Linked DNA regions of Sus scrofa: region 2 is linked to region 1. Evidence: chromatin contacts called from public HiChIP or PLAC-seq data. All regions are on one chromosome and are shown on one strand. Each heading gives the region's core, a stretch centred on a gene start, on an enhancer-like site or on the middle of the called end of the contact. The rest is flanking DNA. Distances are from core to core; before and after follow the strand shown.

Region 1 (7,173 bases), core at 2,846-5,345:
TCTGGGGAGCTTAGACTTGTGGAAAATATTTTAAACAAGAAAGCTTTACAAAGGCAAGGAAAAACAGACAAGAATCAATAAAAACAACTCATTCACTCTGGACAGAACATAGGAAACATTTCTGATAAGAAAAATAAACCAAAGATTCAGATGATAAATAGAATCAGGAATAACATGCAACATAAAATATAAATGAGGAGTTCCCGTTGTTGGTGCAGAGGTTAGCGAATCCGACTAGGAACCATGAGGTTGTGGGTTCCATCCCTGCCCTTGCTCAGTGGGTTAGGGATCCAGCGTTGCCGTGAGCTGTGGTGTAGGTTACAGACGCGGCTCGGATCCTGCATTGCTGTGGCTCTGGCGTAGGCCAGTGTCTACAGCTCCAATTCGACCTCTAGCCTGGGAACCTCCATATGCCGCAGGAAGCGGCTAGAAAAAAGGCACAAAGACATAAATAAACAAATGAAATCAGGCTGAAAAAAAATGTAGGCAAAGAAGGATAAAATGAAAGAAACACAGGACAACTCCCATTAAATAAATGGCATTTGAATTTTAGAGAGTAGCATCAGTTTAGTAGCCTAGGAAATTATATCAGGAGGCCCTTCTCCCTAAATTTTTATACAAATTAAAAACAAACACCAAAGGTAGTGGTTTCTCCTCTCCGTCCTCCTGCTTTTTCTCCTCCTCTCTTCCTCTTCCTCCTCTACTTCTGGAGTCTGGGGTAATGTGGACATGGTAGAATTGGGGGCTCTCCAAAAAGATGGGACATTTTAAAGCATACAGGATGGGCTAACAACTGAGGTAGTTCTACACATTTACTTTAGCAAGTGGAAGGTATTTTGGTTTGTTCTGTTTTGGCCACCTGGCAGCATATGGAGTTCCCCTGCAGGGGATCAGATCCAAGTGGCAGTTGTGACCTAAGAGCAGCTGCGGCAATGCAAGATCCTTTAACCCACTATGCCGCCAGGGATCGAACTTGCGTTTCAGCGCTCCTAAGATGCTGCTCATCCCATTACACTACAACAGGAATTCCAGATGGAAGGTTTTAAACACATTATTATAATGGGAAAAAAAATTAGCACCAATTAAAAATTTTCCTGCCTTCACCTCTGCATGAGTCACTCACTTCTTAGTCACCAGTAGCCCACTTCAGGGAAGTCTCCCAGATTTCCTGTGCCCTGGAGGCAGACCTCTGACACTACAGTGCTCAGATCCTGCCGTATTTATAGGAAACACTGACTCATAGTGACACCCTGCCACTGTTCTGTTCAATTCATCAATCAAATATCAAACTCGGGCAGCACCAGCAGGGCAAGACAAGAATAAAGGGCGTGGACACAGAGAAACACCAAATGGGCCTAGACAAGAAAAATGAAATCCAGAAACCTGAAGGAGTAACCATCTTCTCTCACTGAGATGATGAACATCCCAGGCCTGTGTGGCAAGTGGTGAGAGTCTTTGGGGCATTCATTGGGCCAAGCAGGCGAGGTCAGCTCCAATTATTCCTGGGTAGTTGAATTTACTGATTTTGGTGGCTCCAATCCAGGATTGCATAGAGGCCCAAGGGGCTGAGATTGACCCTGAAGGGACCTGCGCCTCCTGTCTGCTGGTGGAAGCACCAAGCCTGTGTGCTACCGCCTGGGTGGACTCTTGGCAGGGAAGGGATTTGGGGCGTGCCCCTGAGCAAGCATTGATTCTTTCTCCAACTAAGCCACTGGCATACGCCATTACCTTGTGAGAAGGCTCTTTGTGAGACTGCCACTAGGGCAGCAAAGGGACCACAAGATGGCAGCAGAGGACACAGCCCAGGACACAAAACCTGAACCATCTGCAAAAGTAGATATTCCATTTGGGAAATGTCATCAGTTGTCCATAATCATGTATTTGAGGCCAGAATAAATGACTGAATTTCAAAGAAATGAGGGTAAAATTCATCAACATGGAGAATTTCCCAACCACCACAGAATTCAGCTGCATACAAAACCACATATTTCTCCAGTGCTTACAGCAAGGGATGGGGTCAAGACCTTTAAAAACTGACGTCAGCAGTAACCTTGTCCCAGTCACTTCTTTCTGTGACGTTTCAACGGGCAGCAATTCAAGTAAAATATGAGTGACTTCCACAGAGGCTGCCAAACTGATGAAGGGGTAGATACAATGATTGCTGGGAAGCATTATAGCAAAGCAGAATGATTTCATGGAGCAGCCAGGAACTCTGGCTGTGTGTGTGCGTGCAGGCGCGTGTGCGTGTGTGTGTGTGTGTGGTGTATAATGAGGACCACAGGACAAGCCTAACAGTCTTCAGTAGCAGCTGGCAGAGGATAATGCACAGGAAAGGAGCATTAGGAGCTTTGGGACTGAATCTCTGATCTTCCAACTTATCATCTGATTCTCCTTTGCTTACATATTCCTCCTACCCTGAAGGTGTTACTACCAAAAACTGCCAAATAAACCCTGGGGGGCAAAATACCCTCTCCCTGATAACCAATATGAGAACCTAATGTTAAATCTCTTCAAGATTTGAATTTTAGAAGCCTTGAGGGCCAACGAGAACTGCACATCCAAAACCTGAATTTATAGCTTATTTTTGTATAATGAGAGACAATAACTGAAGGACCATAGGCCGAATCTGTTGATTTTTAAAATTGTAATCATCAACATTTTATTTTATTTACTTTTTTTTTTTTTTTTTTTTTTAGAGCTGCACCTCCGACATATGCAAGTTCCCAGGCTAGGAGTCAACAATTGGAGCTGCAGCTGCCAACCTATACCACAGCCACGTGAGATCCAAGCCGCATTTTTGACCTATACCACAGCTCAAGGCAACGATGGATCCTTAACCCAATGAACAAAAAGGCCAGAGATCGAACCCACATCCTCATGGATATCAGTCAGGTTCATATACAAAAGGAACTGCCTCAGCATTTTAAAATCAGATGATTCACATTTAAAAAGTCAGAATTTCTGACCTTTATAGGAAAATTGGAACAATGGCAATACCAAGCCCCCAGTCCCACATGGGAATAATTGGGTAGAATTGGGTTAAAGTCTTTAAATAGAATGTGGGCTCCTCTAGTTTTCCATAGTTCCTATGACTCCCTATTAACTCATACCTAATCTGCTTCACTCCTCTTCCCTATCGGAAAAACCTCCAAAGTGTTTAACAGTTTTAAAGTTTTTTTTTTTTTTTCATGTGTAATTTTATTTGAGCCTTGGTCCTCCAGTTAGGTTGAGGGTAAATACTATAACCTCCATTTAAGCAAAATGTAGTTCATAGAGGTCTGACTTGCCCAAACTTACACATCAAATTTCCTGTCTCCCAGTCTTACCATTATCCTGGGGGAGGGGGGGGGAGTTTCTATTGAGAACTTCATTTAGTGGAACAAAACCAAAGAACAAAACCAAAGTAGATATGCGCATAACTGCTGGAACAGATGAATACCAACTGCTAAGCTGTTCAACAAATCACTGCAAATGGCTACCTCCTCTTCCTTTAATGAAGTATTTCTGCTTCCCTTCCCCTTCCAGGCATATGTAAAGATTGCCCTTCTGGCCATCTTGAAGTTGGATATGGCTATATGGCTTGCTTTGGCCAATGAAGTGTGAGCAGAAGTGATATGTATCCCTCTGAGGCAGAAACATTTAAAAGTCTATGAACAATTCTTCATGCTTACTTCACAACTGGGCAAGCTGGTGGTGGTGAGGGGTATTAGTCTCATGGTGTCATGGTAGGATCTCAAAATGGTAGTGCTCCATGGGCTTGGGTACCTGCGTAACTTACAATGTTCAGAGTACCCTGCCAGACTCCCTAAACCTTTGGGGCTTTAGGTTTCAGGGCACTGAAATTTTGGCATTGTTACCACATCATAATCTCACCAAACCTGACTGATATAAGGTTCATCTGCATGGTGACTGAATTCTCCAAGAAGTAAAATGCAACTCCTAGACATCTGATTATATCACTAAAAGCTGCTGCTTCTATTTGGAATGAATTGCTGATTTTTACCCTCAGCTTCCTCATCTACTATCACCTTCTGAGTTTTAAGAAAATTATTTTGAGTCCTTCACACATGAGCTCTCCATTATTCTAGATTGGGAGGAGGCGGCGAAGGGGGAGGCCCAGATCTTGTTTTCTCCATTTCAGAACCTAATCCCAGAACTGTCCCCACCCACAAATACTCACACAATCTTGTCATAGGGCGACTATTACCACTCCCAAGGTGTCACAAACAGAAAGGAGCTGCCCCTGGCGCCACTGCAATGTCAGGGCAAGGCAGCCAGGCTGCGCTCTTTCCTTACTGGTGCTTGGGCTTGGCTAAGCCCGGAGAAGCAGCATTCTCTAGGGAAAGAAGCCTTCTCAAGTGGGAACAAAAATGAGTGTGAGGCGCACACCCATCCTGGGCACTTTGTGAATTTGGGGTGAGTTCTCATAGTAATGCAGCTCTGGTCAACTTCTAGTTTCTCTAGCGGCTAGTAAGCTGTCGGGCTGGTACAACTGGGTGCTCCCAGTTTTCCTGGGCTTTTCTCAAGCCCACCTGAGCTCGTCATCTTTGCACATTTGCAAAGGTCATAAACGGTGGGGGTTGAGCGCAACCAGAGCTTCAGCAACCGCACCTCAGCAGCCGGGATCGAAGGTCGGCGGGGCTGCTGAGAGGCTGAGCCTGCGCAGTCCCGCTCCCGCCTTGGAGAGAAAGGGTGGCGGCGACGCGGGCTCGTTACACCGGCGTGCTCGCAAGAGGCGGGAAAGCCTTAGGTCGGGTCGCCGTGTCCCTCCTCTTCCTGCCCCATCCACCCGTCTGGCCAGCCCGTCCTCCTCAGGCGCCTAGGCCCGGGGGGAGGGGGATGAAAAGGGCCCTGGGCTTCTGACTCATCATCTCCAACCCCTTTCTCGCGCGCGCTCCAAGTCTCAGGACTTTGAACCTGGGCACTGTGGGAGGGGGCACGGCGACAACATCTGTGGAAACCCCAGCTCTGCTGAGGGCCAGCCCTCCGCCCCTGCCCGTCTCCGAAGCTGTCAGAGGGAGGACTGTGGACCCACAGTCAACTCTCAGTTACCGAGATTGGGGTGGTGGCGGCCCCTCTCAGAATAGCCCGCCCGGCTCCTCCCTGCACACGGGGCCAGTGGTCGCGTCCGAGGAAACTCTCGGCTAGGCCCTGACTTCCAGCGCTTGGCGTCACTCAGCAGATGCACAGCGCCCCCACCGCGGAGGAAAGGCTCTTTATTTCCCAGCAGGCCACGGGGCAGCGGGGCATCCTGGGACTTGTAGTCTCCGCTAGAGTAGAAAGGAACCGCCTCTGACTGAGAACTAAAGCACGAGTGAATTGACTTCAGAGAGTAGGCGTGTACGGAAACCCGGGTTTGGAGTGGTTGGGACTGTGAAAGTTGGAAATCTTGGAAATAGTGAGATGAGGCAAATGTGAAGCTGTACTGGGAGGCAGTGGGAAGGAAAGAAAAGTTGGAAGGAGGGTAAGGACAGATGGGAGGAAATCAGTCTAGCTGATAGCTGTTTAAGGATATCTTGCAGGCGGGCAGATTTTTAGGGTAGTGAGGTGATGGAAGACTTGGTCTGGGTATTGCTGTCTCCAGAAGGGAAGGGAAAAGAATGGGGCCCTGGTCTGACTGAAAATTGAAGGCACTCCACCAAACGTCTTGTAGGTCTTTTTTTTTTTTTTTTTAAGGGCCGCACCAGCAGCATATGTAAGTTCCCAGGCTAGGGGTAGAATCGGAGCTACAGCTGCGGTCCTAGGCCACAGCCACAGCAACGTGGGATCCCAGCCACATACGGGCCTACATCACAGTTTATGGCAACACCAGATCCTTAACCCACTGAGAAAGGCCAGGGATCAAACCTGCATCCTCGTGGATCCTAATTGGGTTCGTTAACTGCTGAGCCACCAAGGGAACTCCTTTTTAAGTCTTAAGGGACTCCATCTAGTTTGAGTTCTGTGGGGATGGGGTGCAGGAGTGTCTGGAGAACGCTTCTGTAGGGTAGGAGAGCAGCACCTGTACTCTTCCCCTTGCCAGTTCACTCATTCGTTCTGTTTGCTGTGCTAGTCACGGTGGGACCATTCTCCAAATCAGGAACTTCCTCCAACTCTGAGAGACCCTGAAAACCAGACAAGTGTGAGGAGTGCAAACCGAAGGGATGAGAAAGGAAGAATCCCAGACAGATGCAACTTTGTCCTCTGCCATTTTTTCCCCATGTTCCCATAGCCCTTCCAATATTTAGGCAGATTTCTATTGCTTCTCACATTTCTAACCCCAACCATTTAGATACCCAATTCCCTCTTCCCCACCTCTAGAGGAGAAATGTCCAAAGCCAGAAAACCAATCACTTTCAGTCTAGTACCCCTTCTTTCTGCCCTGTGCCATTGTTTTCCCTTAAGTACCGCCAACCAGGATAGCCAGTGAAAAAATATTTTCCTCCCTGCCTTCATTCAGTACCTCTTGCAGTTCCTGGTAGTGCAGACTCTGGCTCCTGCAGCATCCTCGCTTCCTCTGGCTCAGCAGGATCAGGGAGTATGCTGAGACCAGCACTCCCCCTAGAGTGAAGGCTTCAGCGCTGAGCTCAAGCACCAGCAAGCCCTCTAGCTGTAGGTAGAAAGGGCTGAGGATGCTGCAAAGGACCCTGCACCTATTTGCCCCTGCCCTTCCCCCTCCTCTTGTCTCCTCATCGTCCCACCTTCTCTTTTATTCACTTGTACCTGGGAGGGGATATTTGGGGCAGACATCAAGGCTGTCTTCATCACCTCAATCACCAACGCGATGAAGCCCAAGATCAGATTGAAGAGGTTGAATATCATCATGGCACGCACCTGCCAGTGAGTCAGTTCAGCTCTGCCCAGCCTGGGGGACTCAGTGCAACCCCAAGCCCCACCTGCAGCCTAGCTGAAAACCAAACTCAGTTCCTATTCCTCCACCTCCAAACAGGGCCATCTAAATGTCTTCCTTTCTCAGTCTTTTAGGCCATTCATGGGCAGAGAGCAGAGAGCTGACAGTCGACAGTTAGAAATCCACTTCCTGGGCTGAGGGGTGTGTGTGTGTGGGAGGGGGACAGAATAGTTCTCTTCTCCTCTCACCTTCCAGAAACGGGGTGCTCTGCGCAGCTCAAGGGTAACAATCCCAGTGAGGAAACCCTGAGTGATGAGAAAGGCACGTGGTGAGCTCTGACCCCT
Region 2 (7,173 bases), core at 2,057-4,556, 460 kb after region 1:
GATTGCTGGGCCTGGCCTCTTGTGTTTGAAAATGCAGAATCCAGGCCCCACTCCACTTGTCTGGATCAGTGCTCCTCAAAGTTTAATGTGAGCAGGAATAATCTGGGCATCTTTAAACTTACAGATTCTTATTCTGTAGGTCTGAGGTGGGGCCTGATGATGCTGGTCACAGCTTACACTTTGATTAGCAAGACCCTAGGGCAGAGATTCCCAAACTTGTCTGCACATTAGTACTAGCTGGGGAACTTCAGAAACTTTTAATGCCCAGGTCCTGCTCTGAAGATTATGATTTAATTAGTCTAGGGTATGACTTGCGTTTTGGAATTTTTTTAAAGATCTCCAGTGGTTCTGGTGTGTAGGCCTTGCTGGCCTTGAATTTCTTTGCTGTTGTAGCTAACCAGAAGGTAAACTCTAGGTCCTCCTAGTTAACCAGGAAGCGATGGTCCTCAGTTGCTCTTCTTCCTGTATCACCAGTATCCACAGATTAGATGCTTCAATGTTCTTTGCACTAGCATGGAAGGGCTTGCATATGCTGTTCTTTCACTAGTGGGGCAGGTAGTTCCCCCACAGAGCTGTAGGAGGCCCTGAAGTTGGCACAATTGTTTAAGGTACATTCCAAGGGGAGGGGGCGTTATAGATTTAGGCCTTTGGAAGGAGAGCCCTTGTGGGACTCCCCTCTCTTCTTGCCTTCTTTTCCTCATTATGCTGCCGCTCTGGTCTCCTTGTACATACAGCCTCTTCTTTCAGGTTTCCCAGGACTTGTGTTCCCGCCCTCAATCCCCCCACCACCACTCCCCTATAGACAGACCTCTAATGGAAGGTATTACTTCAGAAATTTGTGGTGACTTTTCTTCTTTTTTGGCTCTCAACATGATTAGGATTATCCGTACACATTTAATGGGCAGATCCCAGATGGCTAGACATTCAGCAGCTATGAGGGGCACTCCCACACACTTAGGGTCATTATTGAATCTCTGACAAATTTGAATGACTAGCCAGTCACCCACGTAATTTGAAAAACCACAGCTAACCTAATTTTAGGATCTAAATTTATTTTGTTTTATTTTTTTGCTTTTTAGGGCCACACCCGCGGTATATGGAAGTTCCCAGGCTAGGGGGCCAATCCAAGCTGCAGCTGCCAGCCTATGCCACAGCTGCCAGCCTATGCCATGGCCACAGCAACCCCGGATCTGAGCCAAGTCTTCGACCTACACCACAGCTCACAGCAACGCCGGATCCTTAACCCACTGAGTGAGGCCAGGGACTGAACCCTCGTCCTCATGGATCCTAGTTGGGCTCGTTACTGCTGAGCCATGACGGGAACTCCTAAATTTATTTTAAACATAAACACAAGGCATTTTATGCATAGTTTAATATACACTGAACCTCCTAGGTATGCCACCATGTGAATATCATGGGATGATTATAACTTGTTTTGCGTGAAAATTTGCCAAAAGTTATTTTGGAAAATCATGCCACATTCCCAGCTCTATTGGTGGTATTTAAATCACCGTCATGGAGTTCCCGTCGTGGCTCAGTGGTTAACGAATCCGACTAGGAACCATGAGGTTGCGGGTTCGGTCCCTGCGCTTGAGCTGTGGTGTAGGTTGCAGACACGGCTCGGATCTCGCATTGCTGTGGCTCTGGCGTAGGCCGAAGACTAGAGCTCCGATTGGACCCCTAGCCTGGGAACCTCCACATGCCGCGGGAGCGGCCCAAGAAATAGCAAAAAGACAAAATAAATAAATAAATAAATCACCATCATAACATCCCTGTATCACGTTGCAGTTTTAGCTGTTATGTTCGGGGTAATTCTATAGAGAAATGTATGCATCTGAGTACTTCATTGTATCTTCCTGTTTTGGCCAACTATTTACAAATATAAATGCATAGTATTTTATAATAAATCAGCTTCCTTCTATTCTTTTATATATCTTTAGACATTTTACACTTTTTTTTTTTTTTTTGGCTGCGCCCGGGGCATGTGGAATTTCCCTGGGCCAGGCATTGAAACTGCTCCACAGCACCGAACCATGCCACTGCAGGGATAACGCCAGATACTTAACCTGCTGCACCACAAGAGAACTTCCATAAATTTTTAAGTTGTGTGTCTAACATTAGTTGTTTATAATTTGTAGTACAGGATTTTAAAGGGGACAGAAAAATATTTCTTATAAAAAGTGTTGAGACTGAAGGGGTAGGTGGTAAAGGAGGCAGCTAAGGAAATTAGGTGGGATCTGGCTCAATAAACTGGATGACCCGGATTCTGAGTTGAAGCTCATTTGTTATCTGAGAATGAAGGGTACTCCCCCACTCACCCATCCTCACCCACCCTTAGGAAAGGATGTTTTCCAGAAGACAGATAATCTATTTTCCAGGAGGTAAGCCCGTTTTTCTTGCTACTCTGTTTAGCCCTGCTCTTTTTTTTCTGTTTGTCTTTTCTAGGCCCACAACAGCAGCATATGCAGGTTCCCAGGCCAGGGGTCTAATTGGAGCTGTAGCTGCCGGCCTGCACCACAGCAACGCGGGATCCAAGCCGCATCTGCAACCCACACCACAGCACACCACAGTTCACAGCAACGCCCGATCCTTAACCTGCTGAACAATGCCAGGGATCGAACCCGAAACCTTATGGTTACTAGTCGGATTCGTTAACCACTGAGCCACGACGGGAACTCCGGCCCTATTCTTTATAGAAAAGTACTAACATTACCAGTCTATAAGTCACTTGTCTCTTTGCTGAGCCTAGTCCCACTTTCTGGGAAACATCCGCACTAACCATTCAGGATGGCTCAAAAAAATTCTCTGTAATCCAGGAATCTCTCCTAAAGGGGCATAGGCATGCTCTTGGTTCACTCTGCCTTAATTATTTGATATTTACACCCGGTTATAGGTTATTGCTTTAATCTCCCTTTACTTCTGTTTTCACCAAGTAATTTTTGCATGAAGTTAGTGTCCCACTATATTTGATACCAGGACAAAAAAGGTGTCAAGGTCGGTAGCGAAAATGCCAAAACCTTTTCAAGAAACGGTGTTGAAAGATAAAACAAAAGAGAGAAAACTTAGCAAAAGAGGGGAATATGGTAGAGGAGGAAGCCTGAGGGATAGGAGAAAAGAGGACTAGGAAGCGGTGGAAGAAGGTGCAGGGAGGGAATGGAAGTAAACTCAGTTCTCAGAAAAAGCTGCAAAGTCCTCTTCTGCACTCGCCCAGCCAGCGGCGCCGCTCTCCTTCCGGGCGCTCCGGACCCGGCCCCCGCCCAGCGTCTCCGGCGGCGCGCAGTCTCCTCCCCCGCTCCCCGCCCCCCCCACCCCCCGTCTCCCTTCTTTCCACCCGCGGAACCAGGAACCGGGTTCTTCTTCCTGCCCCCGGGACCGGAGCTTCCTCGCGTGACAGCCAGCTGCTCCAGGCTTGGGTGACTCCGGGGAGGGGCGAGCACCGGCAGCAGTTGCCCCTAGCCTCGGGTCCACGTGTGGCCTCGGCACCCGGGCCGGTGGGAAGGGCCTAGCGCGGCTAGGTAGTTACCTCCCGGGCTTTGGCCGGATGGGCGCCGGGCGGGGTCCTCTGTCTGGCTGCTCCTAATGCTCCCGGAGCGGGAGTGGTGTGTGAAGGGAAAGTGGGAAGGGCAGTTGAGAGAGCGAGCGTAGGAGGATGAGGGAAAGGGAGGGCCCAGGGCTAGAAGAACACTGGGAGAGGAAGGTGGGGACTAAGTGAGAAGGGGGTCACTTTTCCTTGCTCCAGGTGCTTCTGGGAAGGAGAGAGTAGCTGCCACAAACAGACCGTGGTACGAGCACGGTTTGTTAATAACGGAAACCGGGCTGTGCTTGAGCCAGGTAGACTGTCAGCCAACTTAAAAGTATGGTTGATACTAATGTGTTAACACGGCAAGGTCTTCAAGACATACTAAGTGAAGAAAAGTGTCTATAAAGTATGAACCTCTTTGTACAAAGCAAAAAAAAAAGGGGGGGGGAGGATATGGGGAAAGCAGACATATAAACCTATGCATATAATTGTATATATGCATAGAAAGTGTCTGAAACTCTTCATATAAAACTTAGCATGTGGGAGTTCCCTGATGGCCTAGTGGTTAAAGATTTTGCGTTGTCACTGGTATGGCTCATGTTCTATCCCTGGCCTGGGAATTTCCAAGGGTGTGACCAAAAAAAAAAAAAAAAAAAAAAATAGTAGTGGTTATTCCTGGAGAATGGAGCTAGAAACTAGAGATGAGGATTTTTACTTTTCATTTGTAGATATTTTTGCTCTCATTTGTAGGTGAGCTGAATCTCCCTTCACAAACACCAGGGTGCAAAAAACCCCCCAAAATCTAACTTTATATTTCTATTAAGTTAATTTTTGTTGTGAGACTTCTTTTTTAAATCTTGAGCCAATTCTGAGATTTCCTGCTCTGACACCGGGGTCTTACATAGTGCAAAGATATGAGGGAAATGTACAGGACACACAGGCCATTACTTTTGATTCATTTTGCCTGCACTAATATCCATTGGCCATTCTGGCTTTGGATTGTCAGTCCATTCAAGTCTTCTTGGAAGTATTCTATGTTCCTGTCCATAAGCTTTTGCATATAAGGGATTAAGTGATTTACTTAACAACATAATTATTCCTAAAATATTTAAATGTAAATAGGAGATAAGCATTTGTCCAAATAAGAGAGTATATACATTCCTAATGATATGAATTCAAGTACTCTCTCAGGCAGAGGTTCAATTTGCAGTTACTGGAGATACTAGGAGATCCATGGGTGGAATCCCTGAAAACTGAATGCAAAATAGTACATACTCATGTTTTTCTGTGAAAAGCTCCAACTCCGTAGCTTTTAGCAGAATCTCAAAAGCTTTTGAGTCACACTGAGCAGTATTTTAGCAACAGTGGTGAACAAGGCTAAAGGGTCTCTGTCCTCAGGAACTTATTGTCTGGTGGGGTGAAAGACAAATGAACAGGCGGTTACAATAGAGGGGATGTGCTCTGTGATAGAGGAGGCACAGTGGTTGTGAGAATATAGAAGGACCACCATACCAGACAAGGGGTGGCTGTCAGCTGAGGCTTCTTGGAGGAAATGACTTAAATTGAGGCCTTCAGAGTGATAGGAAAGTAGAATTTGGGTTAGCAAAGAAGGAGTTGGGGAAGGGTGGTGTGGTCTTAGTAGAAGAAAGAGCGTTCTAGCCATCTGCCTCTGCAGAGATCTAAAGTCAAGAGATGCTTTGGCAATTCATAAGCTAAAAAGAGTTTGTATGGTTTAAGCTTAAAGTTAGATGAGAGTTGGGGTTCCTGTCGTGGCCCAGGGGTTAACGAATCTGACTAGGAACCATGAGGTTGCGGGTCTGATCCCTGACCTCGCTCAGTGGGTTAAGTATCCGGCGTTGCTGTGAGCTGTGATGTAGGTTGCAGACGCGGCTTGGGTCTGGTGTTGCTGTGGCTCTGGCATAGGCTGGGGGCTACAGCTTCGATTCAGCCCCTAGCCTGGGAACCTCCATATGCCGCTGGTGCGGCCCTAGAAAAGACCAAAAAAAAAAAAAAAAGTTAGATGAGAGTAGCAGTAAGGGATGAGGCTGGGAGATCAGAAGCCAGGTTGTGTGAGTGATACATACAGATGTAAACAAGACAAAAGAGCCCTGACCTTCAGGTAGTTTTAATAAGGAGAAACAGGAGTTCCTGTTGTGGCACAGTGGTTAACGAATCCGACTAGGAACCATGAGGTTGCGGGTTTGATCCCTGCCTTTGCTCAGTGAGTTAACGATCCGGTTGCCGTGAGCTGTGGTGTAGGTCGCAGACTCAGCTCGGATCCTGAATTTCTGTGGCTCTGGCCTAGGCCGGTGGCTATAACCGATTCGACCCCTAGCCTGGGAACCTCCTTATGCCACTGGTGCAGTCCTAAAAAGATGAAAGACCAAAAAACAAACAAACAAACAAAAATACATCCTTAGTTTGGACCCAGTCCTCCAAAAATAAATATTGGTTGTTCTCTGCCTGAAGCTCACTGGCATTATCAGGAGGACTATGGGAAAGGTTTAGTCCCAGTACACAGGCACTCCCAACACAGCCAGCTGCTTATCACCTGTCTTTCCTTCTAGGCATATACTGGTTGGGCTCCAGCCATGGAGAAAATCCATGGACATGTGTCTGCCCACCTGAACATTCTCTCCTTGGAGAACCGGTGCCTGGCCACACTTCCTGACCTGAAGACCTTGCAGAAACGACATGGGCATGTGTCTGCCCACTCAGACATCCTCTCTTTGGAGAACCAGTGCCTGGCCACATTTTCTGACCTGAAAATCTTAGAGGATCCACGTGGGCCTGGGTGTGCCCACTCAGACATCCTCTCCTTGGAGAACCGGTGCCTGGCCACACTTCCTGACCTGAAGACCTTGGAGAAACCACACGGGCCTGTGTCTCCCCACCTGGACATCCTCTCTTTGGAGAACCATTGCCTGGCCACACTTCCTGACCTGAAGACTTTAGAGGAACCACATGGTCATGGGTCTGTCCACCGAGACATCCTCTCCTTGGAAAACCGGTGCTTGGCCACACTCCCCATATTAAAGAGCACTGTGTCTCCTAGCCCCTTGCTCCATAATCTCCAGCTGTCTCGTCTGGTACAAGCTGATCTGTGCAGCCTGAATGCCAGCAACCACTTGGTCTCTGAGCCTCCAGCCTCAAGGGCTCAGTGCCTCTCTGAAGGATTAAGCCTTCTGACCTGCCCCAGGGTCTTGAAAACCATCTCTGCCACAGAGACAGCTCAGGAAGCAGCTTTGGTAATAGCTCCAGGCACTTGTGTTCACTCCAGCCGTATCTGTTAGGTGCTGTGGTCACTAGCTTTCAGTGTCACAGTGTCTCTGTGTGCTGCTCTGCATCTGTGTACCTTCTCTCCTCAGAACCTCTTCCTGAGGTGTCCTTTACCCAAGGGCTATCTTCATAAGCAGCATTACCCTTATTGAATATCTAGTTCAATATTCTGGACAATACAGCAAAAACAGGTTTTGTCCTTAGAAAACCTCTGGTCAGGGGCGGGGTAATCGGGGGATGCATGATATTGCAGTAGCAGAGTCAATCAAGTGCTTTTGAGATCTTATAGGACATGAGACACTTTACTGTATTCTGGACCACTTCTCTGAGTGTGCATGTGCAAACACACATTCACTTTTACACATCTAAGTATG

Evidence for each region. HiChIP or PLAC-seq counts read pairs in DNA pulled down with a chosen protein or histone mark.
Region 2: an H3K27ac HiChIP or PLAC-seq map of alveolar macrophages shows a contact between it and region 1. The contact joins the promoter of TEP1 here to the promoter of ZNF219 in region 1. A contact is called at or near these places in 1 of 5 promoter capture datasets (liver) and 2 of 2 datasets of contacts at active chromatin or transcription factors (alveolar macrophages and skeletal muscle).

What each region holds. Positions count from the first base shown.
Region 1 is chr7:78,024,465-78,031,637 of Sscrofa11.1, forward strand. ZNF219 (zinc finger protein 219) reads left to right here and starts at 4,096. Exons shown (of 5, transcript XM_021099309.1): 1 at 4,096-4,416. It overlaps TMEM253 (transmembrane protein 253), which reads right to left. Exons shown (of 9, transcript XR_002345950.1): 4 at 7,078-7,134; 5 at 6,703-6,813; 6 at 6,443-6,589; 7 at 5,053-6,104.
Region 2 is chr7:78,484,942-78,492,114 of Sscrofa11.1, forward strand. TEP1 (telomerase protein component 1) reads left to right here and starts at 3,307. Exons shown (of 56, transcript XM_005656313.3): 1 at 3,307-3,413; 2 at 6,088-6,768. The coding sequence starts at 6,112.